Regions from separate parts of the Triticum aestivum genome. Here region 2 is linked to region 1. Evidence: chromatin contacts called from public Hi-C data. All regions are on one chromosome and are shown on one strand. Each heading gives the region's core, a stretch centred on a gene start, on an enhancer-like site or on the middle of the called end of the contact. The rest is flanking DNA. Distances are from core to core; before and after follow the strand shown.

The links. Hi-C and Micro-C count contacts between places; a contact is called where the count stands out from the background.
Region 2: a contact with region 1 is called in a Hi-C map of leaf, with 3 times the contacts expected there. The contact joins the enhancer-like site here to the promoter of LOC123062628 in region 1. A contact is called at or near these places in 3 of 5 Hi-C or Micro-C datasets (leaf and an unstated tissue).

Annotation. Positions count from the first base shown.
Region 1 is chr3A:616,814,984-616,817,790 of IWGSC CS RefSeq v2.1, reverse strand. It overlaps LOC123062628 (transcription factor DIVARICATA), which reads left to right and starts at 1,456. Exons shown (of 2, transcript XM_044486230.1): 1 at 1,456-2,106; 2 at 2,190-2,807. The coding sequence starts at 1,667. The coding sequence ends at 2,628.
Region 2 is chr3A:616,984,016-616,986,912 of IWGSC CS RefSeq v2.1, reverse strand. No RefSeq gene overlaps it. Among protein-coding and RNA genes, the nearest start is that of LOC123062629, 42 kb to the left of the region's middle. Within about 2 kb of position 1,507, at least 1 of the 8 cell types and tissues checked has an H3K27ac peak or open chromatin away from gene starts, as enhancers often do.

The sequences.
Region 1 (2,807 bases), core at 207-2,706:
TAGTCAACACCAAAGGCTCGAATAGCAAAGGTTGTCATCGCACATGTGACGGAGATTGATGAGGTAGAAAGGTCACTGGCACTGCCAAAATCCCAATTCGGGATGCTTCGGCAACCCCACACCGTCCTCATGCTCCATCATTCTGTCTGTGGCGACAAAACATAATCATCGTTGCCGCTGATTATGAAGATCCAAGATCCCCCGTACCGGCACTGCAATCGCCTAGCAGAGCAGGAGCGTGTCGTCACCTCCGCGCCCAAGTAAGACAACAGGCAGATGCTGCCGCACGCGTACCTAGTGATAGGATTGTGGCCACCGACGTCGTCACCAGAGACCGCCTACCCATACACAAAATCCACCATTGCTGCTGCACAACCATGCTCTATGCCTCAAGCCATCGCTCATAGGTTGCATCTCATCATTGAGGGCTACCAGACGAAAGACCTCCCTACCGCAGCCTTCATTGACCAGTGTCGGGGCTTAGGCCAACCACTAGTACCAAGCAATGGCAAGGGGAAGGGAGGATGGAGAGGTGGGAGATGGCGGCTTAGGTTTCGATGCCTACGGCTATCAAAAGGGAGGCACATATGCTATGTGGTGCAAGTTTTTTTTACTTTGCATTATATCTGCCACAATAATGTTGTACTTTGTACAATGTCTCATAAAAACATGTTTCAAAAACAATCTGAATAACTTCTTACATGTGTAACAAAAAATTGTACACCTACATATCCTAGTTATGGAACATGATCAATTCCTTCGATTTCGTCTCTTCAAGGATCGACTCAATTCCAAGAGCAACCTCTTCAAGAAAACCATCACCCCTTTTGCAAAAAAAAAAAATTCACCCCAACGGCCACTGCTGCCCTAGATGCGAGGCTCCAGTTGATGACGACCTTCACATGTTCAGTACCCAGTAGCCATCCAGATGTGGGATGGCCTACTTCACCCGGTGCCACCCTCCATCGAGCTCATTTGGGTTGTCCCCACGCTGTCGGATCTCCATGACGATATTTCGCCATCGATTGCTCTTTCCTTGTTATGGAAGATTTGGGATTCCAGAAACATGCTTGTCTTTGGCAACGAACTCCACTTTGCAAGGACCAATGTTAGAAATTTAGCTAGCGACTTCACTCTTTGAACTTTATACGAAAGTGTCTCTAAGAAGGATGCCTTCATGCCATGGCGTCAATACCTCTCTTCACGCTCTAGCGCACAATTGGAAAGCTCGCCTTTTACTCGTCTTTGAGTAATGCATTCGGGTATGTATCCTCTCCCCTTAGTGATTTGTCAAAAATTCAATTCCTCCGGTTAAAATAATTCATACATGTCTGAAAAAGCAAGACATATATTCAACAAAACTGAATCTTGTTACTATTAGCTAGCACTCTCCTCTTTTACCTCTTGTGCTTGGTTGAGAGGCCACAAACTCCACCAAGGCCCAATCACAAGCATCCACTTTCTTTTTGCTCATCTCCTCAAGGCCTCCAACGGTGGAGGCGGAATAAACTCCGGCCACTTTTTGTAGCCGCCCGGAATTTGATACTCCCCCGGTCCTCCCCTATATAGGCGCGCCTCCTTCCACCTCCCCCCTTCGCCACTTTCCTGCCTTCCTCCATTGCTCGCCGTCCCTAAGCCAGCTCAGGTAGCAGCAACTAGAGCCGACATGATGGCGGAGGCGTGGGCGGACGTGCTGCCGCCGCCGGCGCCCTACTTCGCCGGGCAGCCGTGCTGGGCCGTGCAGCCGGAGCGTCGCGGAGGGGGCGCGTGGACGCTGGAGGAGAACAAGGTGTTCGAGGAGGCGCTCGCGGCGATCGACCTGGACGCGCCGGACCGGTGGGAGATGGTCGCGCTGATGCTGCCCCGGAAGACGGTCGCCGACGTGGTGAACCACTACCGGGCCCTCGAGAACGACGTGGGGTTCATCGAGGCCGGGCTGGTCCCGTTCCCTCACTACGACAGCTCGTCCCCTTCGTCCGGGTTCACCCTGGACTGGGACGGCGGCGCCGCCGGCGCCGGCGGGTTCAGGCGCGGCTACTGCCTCAAGCGCGGGCGCGCCGACCAGGAGCGGAAGAAGGGCGTCCCGTGGACGGAGGAGGAGCACCGGTAAGCCGCCATCTTCGTGATCTTCTTCTTGTGCTTGGATTCTTGGTGGCGGAAATCTGATCGCGTTCGTGCTCCGCGTGCAGGCTGTTCTTGAAGGGGCTGAAGAAGTACGGGCGAGGGGACTGGAGGAACATCTCCCGCAACTACGTGACGAGCCGCACGCCGACGCAGGTGGCCAGCCACGCGCAGAAGTACTTCATCCGGCTCACCTCCGGCGGCAAGGACAACAAGCGCCGCTCCAGCATCCACGACATCACCACCGTCAACGTGCCCGACGACGACGACCGCGGCAGCCCCTCGGGGTCCCCGCCGTCCGCGCTCACCACCGTCGACACGAAGCCCTCGCCGCCGTACGGCGGGCAACGGCACGCCTTCGTGCCGTCGACGCTGCAGCCGGGGACGCTCGGCGGCGGCCACCCCTACGGCAGCGTGAAGCTCGAGCACCAGGGCTCGTTCATGGACGGCATGGTCGTCGACCTCGACGAGTCGCTCCTCCTGCAGATGCAATGCGGCCAGCTGTGACGGAGCTTTCTCGCCGCGGCAAAGCCCGCACGGAGGACAAAACAGCGGCGGGCACCTATCACCATCATCGCATCCACGGGCGTGCTTGCCTCGAGAGCAGTTTGGTTGCAGAGTCGCTGTGCTCGTGTCTCTCTCGACCGACACCCAGATGATGGAACGCAAGCCAAAACATCTGAGAG
Region 2 (2,897 bases), core at 258-2,757, 170 kb before region 1:
GTAGTGGGTTTGCTCAGTAGAGATGGTAGAGCGCACAAGTATTTGAAGGAAAGATGCAGCCTTATTAAAAGAGAAAAAGTCTATATTGAACTATGATTTGAATTCATTTCTTATTAGTTTCCAAGTGAAAAATATTCATTGCCTTTAAGCCTTTTAGAAAAGAAGTGAGCATTTCTGCAGGTTCTATTTTCCCTAAACTAATGAACCGAATGGTAGAGAGTTTTTTTTAATAAACAATAAAGAAGGAATCAACATAATGAGCAATGGGTTAGGATCAATCCTCTTTTCATTATTTCCTTTTCATTTTTCTATTTTAAAACTCGGAATATTTTTCAAATTTGTGGACATTTTTTGAAATTCAGGAAGAATTTTTGAATTTTGCGAACATTTTTTCAATTCATGAACATTTTTTAATAGGAGAACAATTTTCGAAATTTAGGAATAATTTTAAAATTTGTGAACATTTCTGGAATCAATGAACATGTTTTGAAATCCGTACGTATTTTCAAATTAATGATGATTTTTTGGGATTCAGGGACATGTGTTAAAAGTACTAAACATTTTTGGACTATGATTTTTTTAATTCATAAACATTTTCTAAAAGTTGTGAACACTTTTTGAGTTCATGAAAATTTTATGAAATCCAGAACATTTTTTAAATTCGTGATTTTCTAAAATTCATAAGAAAAAACTAATTCATGAACAGGTTTTGATATCCCAAACAATTTTTTGGAATTTGGTATTTGTGAACAGTTCTGGAAGTAGAAAACAAAAATGGAAAAAATGGAAAATGAAAGAATAAAAATAGGAGCGTCCAACCCGCACAGGGGGCGGGGGGTGTGCTTGATTGGTGGAATTCTGCCGACCCGCATGATAAATAGGAGCTCCTGCCATATCCACTAACCACTAGTATCTCCGATGAAGCCCTCAAAAAAAGCTATCTCAGGCGAAATTATGGGCTAGATCATAATATAGTGTAGGCTTTTAGACGAGTCGATGATATATTCATCGCCATTTTATTGTATCATACTCCCTTCATCCTGAATTATTAGCCTTCATTTATATAGATACGGATGTATCTTCCTTTTTTACGGGAGATACAGATGTATCTAACACGTAATTTGAGACGGAGGTATACTATACTTAACCCAAAAGTTTGCTAACCAGCTAAAAATGTTTTTTTTTAGAAGAAGCTAAAACGCTTCTAGACGGCCCGTAGTCCATAGCGCGATCCGTCGCAGCCCGCTAACGGAGCATGGTTCTTAGCCCACTTTGGCGTTCCTTGGTCGTCCACTGCGTGCCTGATCACGTTTCTTGTCAGTTAAGCGTACGAGACGCTTTCAGATATGCACGGGCGGCTGTCGATGGCTTTCTACGGCAGCGGGATACCAGTAGAATATTGCTAAAGTGTGTGAAAAGAAATGTACACACACAGGATCCTTACGGCGCCTCATGAACGATAGGACGGAATTCAGCTGGATTCCACATCCGCACCCGAACCGGCAGAGCTCAATGGCCGCCGCACCGGATTCTAAGGGCATGTACAATGATGGCATATGGATACATATGCCCCATGCCAAAAATTAATTTGAGACATCTACATTTATTTTTCTTCCCAGTAGGAGTGGGCCTTATTAAAAAATAGAAAATAAAAACTCTAATATACATGCATCTCTACTTTTTACTCTAACCTTTTTAACTTTTGTCATCGCACCACATTTTTTTCTTCAAACACCCGCCTTCTGAAAAGGATCCTGTTTTTCTATCCAAACCTACTTTACGTCATATCTGATCATACATGGCATATGAGGCATCACCTTAAGGCTATGCATTGTACATGGCGTAACTAATCACCCAACTACGCAACCGCGCGACAAATATTGTATACGCGGGCCGTTGAAAAGCGGGAGTACTTGGCGCACGAATTCGTGGCAGGGTCGCAGGTCGCCGGGTTTAAAATTGTCCACGGCGCCGAGTGGGAGAGGAGTGCTCAATCTGCGCCCGACACCGCATCGGCCGCGGACGAAACAGCTGAGGCCCGCACCGCGTCAGTCACCGCCGGGGGCGGGCGGTAGTTGGTCACGTCGACGTGGGCCACGACAGCGAAGGATCCCATTCCAACCTCGATTGCTACGTACGGCGGGTGAGCGCTGGGCGGGCAACCAGGCAAAACCCCAAGACCCAGGCTGCGGAGTAAAACGACCAAATGATTATAGTACTATTAATAAATCTGGCTAGAAATTCGAATTTATTTTCCTATATTTATTTATTTTTGAACACAGTACAGACGCAAGCACTCGTATATATACGCGCATACACACCCATATAAACACACACGCACACCATACCCCTATGAGCACCTACGAGAGACTAAGTCGACATGTCATCTTAAGATTTTATAAAGTCATCGTAAGCGTCTCATAGTCGACGAAAACATCTGAACGCATATCGCCGGAAATGCCGAAATAAATTTAGGATAAATGCTTCCATATGAAGTGTAAACTTAATGGATTTTGGAGTTGATACAAGGGATGATTCTTTGACCCGGAATCACCGTGGAAAATATTCAACGATTATGTTTATTTGTGTATGAGCAATGTCTAGGAGAGTATTCAACAATATAAGACGACCAACAGTCAGTGTCATTGCTAATCTAGACAAATTATAAGTGTGCTCTTATTTGGTGGATGATTTGTAAGGAGGACACCATGATCCAAACAACAAGCATCCATGGGTACATAGTTTTTTTTGGCAAAACCATCACAATAGAAGAAGAAAAAATGCGGTGAAAACGACATTGTCAATCTTTCATCAGGTAGGCAATATCGGGAGCTTTTGGACTGAACTCTAAGCTCTCATAGAAGAAAGAGGGGGGCCGTACATCTTGCTACCTGATC